4 separate regions of the Anser cygnoides genome follow, and all the other regions are linked to region 4. The links are chromatin contacts, called in public Hi-C maps. All regions are on one chromosome and are shown on one strand. Each heading gives the region's core, a stretch centred on a gene start, on an enhancer-like site or on the middle of the called end of the contact. The rest is flanking DNA. Distances are from core to core; before and after follow the strand shown.

Region 1 (2,817 bases), core at 115-2,614, 120 kb before region 4:
ACGTGTTCGCTAACGTGACCACAGGACGGAGGTGAAGCGCATCCCTGCTCACAGCGGTTACTGCTGCCTCCCAAAGGGGAGCCCAGGAGCCCCCCTAAAATTCCTGGCACTGAGCGTACCCCCAGTAGGCTGAGCATGCTCAGTACACCAAGGGCTTTAGACCCAGATGTGCCTTCTTTGCACAGCCCACTGCTGTTCCACTTAGGAATCGAAGGTACTTTGAGAAATGTTCTGAAAGGTCAGCTATTTTCACAGTGGCTTGCATAAGAACCTCAACATCCTTTGCTGCAAGAGTGGCGTTAGTAACTTCCTACTGCAACGCTGAATCACAATAGCTTCCCACAGCAACCAGCAGTAAAAATAAACTGGGCAAGGGGAAGTGGACAGCTTCAGCTGTTCCGCTTTCTCAGGCACACACTTGAGTCACAGAGAAGCAATGTAGAAGCAGACGTTTATTTTGCTGATAGCAATGAAATCCACGAACGGCTCTGAGCACGGTCCTGCTGAAAGCACAGGGTTTTGTAACGGGATGCTCGACGTGCTCGAAGTTCAGCATGTTCCCAAGTGCTGCGCTGGTTCTGCATTCCCATTAGGGTTATGCTTAACGACCAGGCTAAAAGGAGACAGGCTGGGGCTGCGTGCTTTATACAATCCAGCATGTATTTTTTTGCCTAGGCACACAGCATCATTCGAACAGCAGCTTTAAAGCCTGTTACAACTCAGACTGCGTACGTGTGTTTGTGTGCGCGTGTGCAGGGAAGGGGGGTGTTACAGAACGACATCTTTCCCGTTACACAAGACACATCCCGGGCCTTGACTTTCAGCCGGCTGGGAAAAACCCCGCAGACACCCAGCCGGGTCCCTGAGCCTGGGAGTCTGCTGCTGGGGCAGACCCAGGCCCTTTACCCTCTGTGGCAGTATTTTCAGGGAGGGCGTAGAGCGAGGGGCTACAGTGAGAAGAAGCTGTTGCCACGAAGGCACGGCTCGTCCGTCTTGGGCTGGGAGCGGCTGATGCCCGCGGGGATTTGGGGAGCGCAGGCCTGGAGGATTCCCGGGGGGGGGGCCTGGACCCGCCGCCGCCTCCCCGGGCCTGGGTCCCGCCGCCGAGGCCCGCGGGACCCCGCGCCCCTTCCCGCGCTCGGCGGCCCCGCCCCTGCCCATATACGGCCGCCCGCCTCCCTCCCGCCGCGCCCTCATTGGCTCCGGCGGACGGCGGGGGCGTGGCGGCGCGGGAGGGGGCGCGGCCTGTCGGGCGCGCCATGGCGGGGCGGGGCGCGCCGAGCTGTGCCGCGCCCCCGGCCCCCCCCGGCCCGCCCCCCGGCCCGCCCCCGCGGCACGACCCGGCGGGCCGGCGGAGAGCCCCGCTTTAAGGGAGGCCGCCGGGATGGGGCGCGCCGCCTAGGGCAGAGCGGGGCCGCCGTGCTCCGGGCCGCAGGCAGCGCGCAGCGCACGGCCGGGCCGAGCCCAGCCCAGCCCAGCCCAGCCCAGTCCAGCCCAGGGAGCCGCGGCGGGGGTGGCCGCTGGGGGCCGGGCCCTCGCTCGCTCGCTGGCCGCCCGCCCGCCCGCCGCCGCCGCCGAGCCCCATGAAAACGCAGGTCTGGGGGAGCTCCCCGCGGGCGCCCATGGCTGCGGCGATGCCGTGCAAGAGCGCGGAGTGGCTGCAGGAGGAGCTGGAGTCGGGAGGCGGCCGGTCGCTGCTGCTGCTCGACTGCCGCCCCCACGAGCTGTTCGAGAGCTCGCACATCGAGACCGCCATCAACCTGGCCATCCCCGGGCTGATGCTGCGCCGCCTGAAGAAGGGCAACCTGCCCATCCGCTCCATCATCCCCAACCACGAGGACAAGGAGCGCTTCGTCAAGCGCTGCAAGGCCGACACCGTGCTGCTCTACGACGAGGCCACCGCCGACTGGCAGGACGGCGGCGCCGCCACCTCCGTGCTGGGGCTGCTGCTCCAGAAGCTGCGCGACGACGGCTGCAAAGCCTATTACCTGAAAGGTGAGCTGCCCCCCGCCCCGGAGCCCCGGCCGGCCCTGCTCCCGCACCCCCCCCCCGCGCCGCCGGGTGCAGCGATCCCCCCCGGCTTTAATCCCCGGAACAAAATGGTGGGAGGCTGCCAGCGCCCCGCTGCCTTCTCCCCCCCCGGCAGCGGCGGCAGCCTTCGTGCCCGGCGGGGGCAGCCCCCTGCGTTCCCCGCAGCCTCCCCTGCCCCGACCCCAGCAGCCCCCGGCTGGGTCGCTGCAGCCCCCGCGGCGCCCCACGCCTCTCCCCTTCAGAAAGGGCCTCCGTCCCTTGTATTTCCCTTCCCCAAAAAAAGCCGCCCGCACCCCCCATTCACTTTCCTTGGAAACAGCAGCCTGTCTGGGAGGGGGCTGCCCCCCCCCACCTCCCCCGTAGGACGATGCAGGAGCCGGGGGGGGGGGGACCCTGCGTATCCCCCCCCCCCCCCGCACATGCCCTTTCCTGCGGTTTTGGGGTATCTGGGGACCGTTTCGGAACATCCCGGCGGGCCTCCGTGTGGGGCTGAGCGGAGCCCGCAGCCGGGCTGCCGGCCCCTTCCCGGGCTGCCGGTGCGGTCGCTGGGTGGCGGCGTTGGGGCAGGAATAGCAGCGGAGGCGAGGCGGCCCTGCGGGGGAGGGGTGCGAAAGCTGCCACTTGCAGCCCTTTAAAAACGCTGCTGCTCCTTAATAGACCCTTTTATGGGAGCCGGGGGAGCCCCTGGTATGGGCCTGGGGAGGCAGGGAGATAGGCAGGTATTTGGGGACGAGCCCCCAGAGCGCACTGCTCTGCACCAGCCTCCTCGGAAAGCGACGTGGAGGG
Region 2 (2,788 bases), core at 173-2,672, 100 kb before region 4:
TGCTTCTCAGTGTCCCACTTGTTCACCTAATATCATTATCTGAGGCAATCGGCCGCTCCTTGTGAAAGAAGAGGAAGGTACTTTTCCTGGGGCTTGTTCTCTGGGTGCTGAAATCTGGGTAGCTCTGAGGTGGAGGAGTGTGGAGGACGCTTCACAGAAGTGTGGTGTGTCTGGGAAGCGACGACTGAACTCCACAGGGACAATGGGGTGGGTTGTGGGTGGCAGGATGGCAAATTGTCTCTGGGGGAAAAGGCTGCGCTCTGCTCGTCTTTGTTGTATTAAGGACTAGAGTCCAGCAAAAGGATGTTAGGGAGAGGAACGGTTTTTTCTCTCCCGATATATTCTAGGGTTTGGGAGTGAGCTGGGTTGCTGGGTAATGACCGTTGACTCTTGGGCTGCTCCAAGCCCAGGTGTTGCTGGAGGAAGTCCTGGTAGGGCTTCTGTGGGAACCTGTTCAGGCTCTGGAAAAAACAAGTGAGCTCCAGTATTTTCTTGGAGTGGTGTGGCGTAGCTTGGCTTCAACAGAATCGAGGGTGCTGAGCCTGAGGAGAGCAGTCTTGGTGGTGCCTGGCTGCTGCCTTCACGTTGTGTCAGGCTGTGCTAAATGCTACGATGGCGCGGTGCCTGGGGTGAAGCTGTGCTTCCCTCGGTGGCACAGGCGCCCACGGCTGGGACCCTTCTTGAGGGAGGTTGTTGAGGCCAGCAAGCCAAGGAGTTGAGCGAGAGAGCAGGTAGGAAAACTCTCCATGGGTGGCAGGACGCTGGGGAGCTGGAGGTCCTTTTGTGCTCTCAGGGTTTTGAGATATCTCATGGCGGTCTCTAATGGGTAAATAATAAGCTGAAAGATGGGAAATGAAGATCGAAAGGTGAAGGGCCAGCTTTCCCGATAGGGAATTGACATTAGTCAACTGTGACAAGGGGCTGCCAAAGGTCGGAGCTGCTGAATGGGTCTGTTAATGATAAATAGGAGTAAGTGGCAGATGAAGTCTGCTGCTTGCTATTCAGAGCAGCAAAAAACAAAAGCTCTGGTGAATAGCTGTAGAAAGTCCTTGTAATTGAGAGTAGTGGGGTTGTGCAATAAGACGCTGAGAAAAGCAAAGCAATCCAGGAGGGAGAGGGAGCCATTGTAATCGGTAATTCATCGTAATTCAGTGCAGGGGGCTCAAAACAGGATAGTGTCATGTGGGTGACAGAGCTCAGAAGTTCAATGAACTGGGCTAGAGGAACAAGGCTTGGTGCTGAGTAGTGTTTGTTTTTGTTTAAAACAAAACAAAAAAACCACAATCAGCTCCTAGGAAAAAAAATCACAAACAGTTTAAATGCACTGTGTAGATCTGTGGGGAACAAAGTTTATGCAGGTTTGGGGGAGACTGGAGAAACTAATGCAAGGAAAATCCTCTGAGGGCTGTTAAATGCCACTACACAGTCTCTGGTTGAGAAGGTCCTGGAGCTGCAAATAGCTGGATCCTGGGAAAGCATTTGTAATGAAACATGGCTACGCTCTCACCCTGTTCTTACATTCTTCCTTAGATGCTGCTGTCAGCTGCTGCTGGAGATGAGGCACGATGTAGCTTGATCCAGCTAGGCTTAGTGGCTCTGGTTCCTCTGCTCTTCCAAGAAGATACTGTCCTGTAATAACCAATGCCTAGCCCGCTGTGACTGCGTGTGTGTGAGGAGGTTTTATGGAGGTTGGCGATGCTGTTCCTCCTCTTCTGTCTCTCTGTTTGGAGAAGAAAGATGCTGAAGTGCGTGGCTGGAGGAGAAAACTCCTGAGGTTATTGTACCTCTGTTCTCAAAGGGATACCGCAGTAGGTGGGCGATGACCTGTAGCACACCCAAAGCAGGGAGAGGGGCTGTTCTTCAGCAGACACACTGAGCGTCTTGTTCTTTATCAGCATCAGCTGCTGAAATGGACGGTTTAGGTGACGGAAAGCCATCACCGTGGTCACTAAACCTGCCTCTCGTCTCCTCTGAGTGATGCTGGGGCAAGGCACCAGTTCCAAAAGCACTTGCTTTGTTTGATCTGCCCTCTCCCGTCACGTAAGTGCCATGCTTCTGGCTGAGAGGTGGGTGCCGTGGAAGTAGCTGGAAGGGTCGGGGCAGCTTGTCGTGCCCTCGCAGCCCCGTGTGCTGCTTTAAGCCATGCCACAGGGGGCCGAGACGCCGTGTAGGAGCGCAGGAGTGAGACGGGTCCCTAATGTTCCTGTTGCTCAAATGGGCCCACTGAGGTTCCTGATCCGTGGAGATATGTCGTAATGAGGATTAGGAGAGAGCCCTCGTTGTAATCCTCTGTTGGTGCTTCCTGCCTACATACACGAGATGTTTCCTATCATCAGGGAGTAACCTCTGTGGAAGATAGGATCAAGTTCCCAGGAACCAGGCTGCAGTAAGAGTGAAGGAAGAATGAGGAAACTGTCCTAATTTGAGGCTAATCTCATAAATACAGGGCTGGATACAGACAATAGGAAGAGAAATGCCAGGAGAGCTTTAGCATTTGGCGAGGGAATCATCTTTTGCCAGGAGTAGCCTTAATTGTAACTTGTGATGTGGTAAAGCTGCCGTTTGATCTCAGCTTCTGCAGAGGGGATGAGACAGATTCTGCTTTGTGTCTCTAGAGGAGGAGTAGCCTGAGAAAGGACGGGGAAATGTGGCTTCAAAAGCCATGTTTCGTGCACTCTTGGACTGACTGAAGCGGCAGCGCATGGATGGGGCGCTTTATTTCTCAGTCTGGATTTTGGTAAAGCACTACATGAGGAGGAGAAAAGGGCTGTTGTGACTTTTCCTGAAG
Region 3 (2,915 bases), core at 62-2,561, 87 kb after region 4:
AGGACTCCTCTCTCTGGCCTTCCCCAGAGTTATGTTTATCTACTTTCTAAACATTTCTGGTGTTAACAAGTGTATCTTTGATGAGTGTCCAAAGTTCATATCCGCTCTTGTGTTTAACCTTCGTATACAGCGACTGAGGTCGGACAGCTAATTACGTGTGCACCAGCCTCCGAGCACGTAGGCAGCTCCCTTTCTTTTTACTAGGTAACTGATTAGCAGCAGTGAGCCAGCCCATAAGGACACGGGCAGCCGTTGATGCCAAGGAGTCAGCAGGAGTTTTGCTTGCACACTCAAAACACGCTGGACAATTGGTGGGCAAGTGAGAGGATTTCTGTAGGCCGACGCACAGAAACCGTATGGTGTAGCTGATGGAAAAAGTTTTCAATGTATTGTTAAGAGGCATGGTCCCATGATTTACCCTGTGATCCGTCCCAACATTGCTACTCTTGTAGAAATAGGTTGGGAAGCTGTTGCTGGAGTTTCCTGCAGCACAGGGGTTCCTAGGAAATGCCGCAGCAGTGAGCTGGGACCCTCAGAGGTGTGATGTCTGAGTGTGTGAAGGAGGCACCACGGCTTTCTGCCACTTGAGGTGTTTCGGCTGGAAAACAAGGCGAGCTGCCACGCTGGACAAGGTGGTTGTGGTGTCCCTGCTATCTTTGGTCTGTTTCTGCGCACACATTTCTTTTAAGGCACAAGAGACCTCAGCTTTGCAGCACTTTTAACTGGAAGGAGCTGGACTGTAAGGTGGAAGCTGTAGCCCTAAAATTGTCTTTGCCCTCCAATATGTGAAGCATGTGGATAGGATACACAATGGTCCACGTGTGGGGACATCCAGGCTGGCCAACGATGAAGGCTTCAGAGAAAGGAATGTCCAAAGTTTCCCCCTTCATTGGGGCTGAAGCATCTGATGCTTCATAGCAGAGAAGTGTTGGTGTCAGGATGTAGATGTCTAGCACAAAATAAGGAGAGGGGAGGGCCTCCTCTTTTTAAAACTACCTGTAGTGGTTACAGCTCTTGCATTGGGATTGCTTGGGTGGATCTATTTTGGACACCAAAACCGGAAGGATTTTTCCCAGAGTTTCCAGACCTACGTGGCCTTATAGTCCATTGAAACTTTGGGAAATGGAGCTTTACGCACATGTTTCAAACCCTCTGTCTGCACGTGGTTATTTTGCGTTGTGTTAATACCTCTCAGATGCTGTGTTTTGTGCTAATGAGCTCCAATGCTTAAGATAAGGAGCAGAACGGAACTGAATAAAGTGCCAAAGGAATAATTATTTTCACACTTGAGCAGCAGACTGACAAGGACAAGTTCTGTTCAACCTAGTAAGCCCCTGGAGCAGGAGGTATTTCTGTCCAGGAGAAGATGAGCTCTGAGAGGTTAGGTGTGGGTTTGGGAGCATCCCAGAGGCTGGCGCCTGCTCAAAGTGCAAACCGGGGGGGAGCAGGAAAGTGTCAGCAAATCCAAACGTGTTCTTTGCTTGGGGTTGCTTCTGTCTTTGGGGTAGTGGGCACCAGTTAGGCGTAATAAATTTTTTTTCTCTCCACAATTGGAAAAGAAAATAAAATCATACCACAGTTGAGTAGAGAACCCTTGCCTGGTCCAAACAGAAAAACACACCTTCTGCTGCTGGCACATCGCACTGTGAATATTTGCTTTGGCTAATAAACAGAGAGAGGTTGTTAAATGATTTACCTGCTCTGTGTACCCAGCATTTGTTGCTAAGCTCTTCAATATTTAAACACGCCCCCCTCCTGCGCAAAGCTCGGAGAGGGGGTTGGAGCTTCCCTTGCAGCGTCTCCCACCGACCTTGTGGTGAAAGGCAGGACCGGGTGCATGAAGCATCCCAGCAGCAAGGCTGAGCCCTTGGGCCCTCCGGGCTGCTCTGCAGGCGGCGGCGGGTGCTGCTCGGCGAGCTGCCCGGGGCACTGCTGCGTTTGGCCACGGAGCCATGCAGAGGGACCGTGGTGGCACCCAGGCGGTGCTGGCTGCAGGATGCACAGGGTGCTCTTGGAAGGGCAATTTATTACGTTTGGAATCTATTTATTAGTTTCGTTGTTTGTTGTTGTTGTTTTACCAGATGGCATTAGGCTACCAGTAAATTGCAGGTTTTGCCCATGGATGTTAATAGCAACTTGTTGGCGAGAGAAAACTATTTTAACGTCTATTATTTGCCAGAAGGAAGAACAAACAAGTGAACAAAAATCCAGCTGGCCATCTTCTGTGGTCTTAAAGAGGACTCAAAATGTGAGTCTTGTCCTAGGATTTCAGTGATTTATTAAGCAAAGCTTTGGGGTTTTGATGAACTTGGGGTTTTTCCATTGCCTTGACTCTAGTTTCTGAAGCCGTGGCCCAGTGGTTAGCCAGGGGCAGGACTTGAGACAAGCTTCTCTGAATTGCCCTCTGTACGGGGCGGTATATCGGAGTTGTTGCTGGTGTTTGACCCTCCTGCCATTCATACACTACCAGACACACCTCTTGATGCTCCGTAGCAGTGGGATTTTCCAAAATAATCCATTAACGGAGCTGTATACAGCCAGGAACAGATTGCTAGTGGCCTCCTGCCGCAGGTGATGCCCGTGCGTTACTTGGCTGCAATTCCCCACAACTTCAGGAAGGTGCTTTGTTGGGGTCAGGTTTATTCTGCTCTGAGCCCCGCCGGACACCCCAGCCCCAGCCTGGGGACCAGGCCAGCTGCGTTAGCGTAGCAGGGTCCTGTTCTAGGGCAAAAGCTGCCCTCTTGACATGGACAGGTAAACAGAAATCTGTGTTAGCAGCAGTAATCTGTCAATGAAAACCTCTAAGCTGCCATTCTTTACTTACTACAGAAGGAAATGAAGGCTCCTGAGGTAGCTGATGCTGGCTGGAGCTTAAAGCGTTATTTTATGTTTGTTCACTTGTTTTAGCCACGCAG
Region 4 (2,827 bases), core at 174-2,673:
ATTTTTCTTTGTAGGTTTATCACCTGCTGGAGTGAGTTGTATTGTCAGATAAGCTTAGATTTTACTCACAGTCAATGAAGTGCCTTAAGTAAGGTGCTTTTTGAAAGAGAAAACAGATGATAACAGATTTTTCTGTTTTGGCAGTCCATCTAGTCACTTTTCTACATTGCTGCGTGACTGAGTTTCCGTAAAAAAATCTGGTTGTGCATTATTTCCCCCCAACTCCATCCCTAGAAGTGGATGGTGACCCATGTGTGACCAGCCCTGGCTCCCTAGCATCTTGCCTGAGTAGACCTGGCTACCAGGTGAAGTCTGACTTGGATGTCATAGGAAGCAGAGATTTTCATGTCTAGTGATTTTTCTTTTCTTTGTCTTTTGCTTGCTTCGTTGTCTGTTTGGAAGAAGTTCATTTCTGCCCCATCAGTAGCAGGCTAAAATAGTTCTACATGTGATGCTGGAGTTGCAGCAGGTTCCGTGGTAAAATTGTGTTAACACTGTGAGTACAAGAGTGTTTTAACCTCTTAATTTTTTCCTGCTGATCCTGGATGCTGTGAGGGGGGTTGTCACACTTTGTATCTGTTTGGTCACTCTCTTTCATCTGTGCTTTGGATTTTTAAATACTTTTGTGATGTTTCCATCTCTTGTCCCTGCAACATCCCATGTGCTTGGGGTGGCTGTGCGGAAAGGCATCCATCCCTGCTGGCACAGTCAGGTCCAAATGCAGTGATGTTTCTGGGCCTTCCCCAGAGTGTTCCTATGTGCCTGATAAACCGTGTTGGTAGGCGTCTTCATGAAAATATAGTGCTCAGTTCACCCTTTTAAGTTGGCACGACCCTGCTGCCCCTGAAGGCAGGAGGTTGCTGGCAGGTTGAAGTCAATCGCGAGTCAGCTGGAATGTACCAGCAGTGGTTTTCTCCCCTCCTGTCCTCGTCCAGAATTTACATTGGAAGGTCGTGTTACTGTTGTTTCCCCTTCTCTCTTCCCTGTCAGACAAGGTCATTTCTGAAGCCAATGACCAGTTAAGTTTTAATTCTGCAACCATGGAAAATTATTATTAGAGGGGACAAGCTTCCGTGTCGATGATTAACTGGTACATCCGATGACTGGTTACATTTTAACAGGCTCCTTTTGCACAACTCCTTTCACCTGCAGCAAACCTGAATTTCTATGAAAATGGATTTCCCATGTGCTGTAATAGATCCAATTCTTCATTATGACATAGCTACAACATTCAGTCCTGGCAAGAAAAATTGATGCAAAGAGGAAGGAAATAGTCCTATGATAAGAAACTCGTGGGAGCTTTCCCTTGAAGTCTCAATGCTGTCCCTGCTCCCATTCCCTTGTTGCAGCTGGGAGAGCTTGCTTCATTTTCTGTTGCCAGGACTAGGAGAAGAATTGCCCTGAGATTGTTATAGCCTCTTATAACCCTTAACTAGTGAAAGTGTCAAGGTGTATTAAAGCCAGCCCTGCTACCGCGTTGGCTCAGGTTTTGGAGTAGCTAAGAGCAAGGCCAGGTTTCCATGAGATGTAATTCTTCAAGGAGGAAAGCAAGGAGAAGTACTGCTGTGCCAGGGGGAATGAAGTTAAGGCTGGGTTGTGGCAGCATGGCCTGAACTGATCCTCCTAGTACTACATTTTGGAGATGTTTTCCTAAAAGAAAATGTTTTGAGGCTGTATGTTTTTTCGGTGTGGAGCATGCATGCAATATTTCAAGTCTTGCCATCTGAGTGAGCTGCAGGGCGTGAATGTTTCCTTCCTAATAAAGGAGAAAGATGGCTGACAAACCAAAGGGGAATACAGCAATGCAGTGAAACCTCACTGAGGGAAAAACACTGGCACTAGGAGAGCCTTTCTAGTAAGCCCATTCATTGCTTTATGTAAATATTGCATTCATCTTTCCCTCCTGGCTTCTCTTCACCGTGGCTTGAAAGGTGCATTGAGAAAACCCAAACCATCTTGCTCCCACTTGAAATGTAGCAGGCGCCGATGTGGTTAAGGCGATTCAGAGCCAGTCCTCAGCTGTCAGCTACTGGCAGAGGCACCGGTATCTGTGGAGCTCTGCCTACCTGTGTCAGCAGAGCTTCTGGCACAGCGTTGTCCCCTCTTGTTCAGAAACCCGCCGAAGGAGAGGGTTCGTGGCTGGCTGTCTCAGTGCCAGCTCTGTGCGGCTGCACCTATCCTGCTGGCGGGTGCCTCGCTGGGCTCCCCTAGCTGGGGGTCTCGGATGTGTCCGGGCTGGCGGCCGTCATCCGCACTTGCCTGTGGTGTGGTCCAGAGTCCGTGTGGTTGCACAAGGAGCAGCAGACTTTGCCTTGCTGGCAGTGTCCGTGGGGTGAGAGGCAGGGGCAGCACGCAGCCCTGTCCTCGGCATGCTTCCTCAGACTCGATTATCTTGTCTGTCCTAGATGATCCCTTCCATCTCATGTACAGCTAAGGGCAGCAATTGGCCTTTGATTTATTTATGGCACTTTCACTTTTGTTCTCTTTCCCCTATTAGCAATAAGGAATAAGTTCTGTTCTTGGCTTAATGTGGGTATCTGTGAGCAGGCTCACGCCCGTGCACTCCAAGGCTGTTTCTAAGAGCTAGCTGATAGCACTGCTATGGTGTGAACCTGATAAATCTTTAAAGAGAAAGTCAGGGCTGCACACAGAGGCCTGGCATTAGCTTCTACTGACACTGATAGGAATTGGTGGTGACCATTTCAGTGCAGTATTAAAGAAGGATATCTAAAATTCAGCTCTGCCTGAAGGGCTAATCTTGTGAAGTCCCACTGAATGGCGTCTGAGACAGGCTTGACCAGGGGAGGCATTTACATTTGTCCCACAG

What was found. A called contact is a pair of places that touch in the nucleus more often than the background predicts.
Region 1: a contact with region 4 is called in a Hi-C map of liver, with 2.7 times the contacts expected there. The contact joins the promoter of DUSP7 here to the enhancer-like site in region 4. A contact is called at or near these places in 4 of 7 Hi-C or Micro-C datasets (fetal liver and liver).
Region 2: a Hi-C map of liver shows a contact between it and region 4, with 4 times the contacts expected there. The contact joins two enhancer-like sites. A contact is called at or near these places in 3 of 7 Hi-C or Micro-C datasets (fetal liver and liver).
Region 3: a Hi-C map of liver shows a contact between it and region 4, with 7 times the contacts expected there. The contact joins two enhancer-like sites. A contact is called at or near these places in 3 of 7 Hi-C or Micro-C datasets (all in liver).

The regions. Positions count from the first base shown.
Region 1 is chr10:17,642,043-17,644,859 of Taihu_goose_T2T_genome, reverse strand. It overlaps DUSP7 (dual specificity phosphatase 7), which reads left to right and starts at 1,364. Exons shown (of 3, transcript XM_048074605.2): 1 at 1,364-1,995. The coding sequence starts at 1,584.
Region 2 is chr10:17,625,270-17,628,057 of Taihu_goose_T2T_genome, reverse strand. No RefSeq gene overlaps it. Among named protein-coding and RNA genes, the nearest start is that of DUSP7, 17 kb to the left of the region's middle. Within about 2 kb of position 1,422, at least 2 of the 3 cell types and tissues checked have open chromatin away from gene starts, as enhancers often do. A contact at or near this core is called in liver, where this site is marked.
Region 3 is chr10:17,437,342-17,440,256 of Taihu_goose_T2T_genome, reverse strand. No RefSeq gene overlaps it. Among named protein-coding and RNA genes, the nearest start is that of RPL29, 110 kb to the right of the region's middle. Within about 2 kb of position 1,311, at least 2 of the 3 cell types and tissues checked have open chromatin away from gene starts, as enhancers often do. A contact at or near this core is called in liver, where this site is marked.
Region 4 is chr10:17,524,612-17,527,438 of Taihu_goose_T2T_genome, reverse strand. No RefSeq gene overlaps it. Among named protein-coding and RNA genes, the nearest start is that of DUSP7, 120 kb to the left of the region's middle. Within about 2 kb of position 1,423, at least 1 of the 3 cell types and tissues checked has open chromatin away from gene starts, as enhancers often do. A contact at or near this core is called in liver, where this site is marked.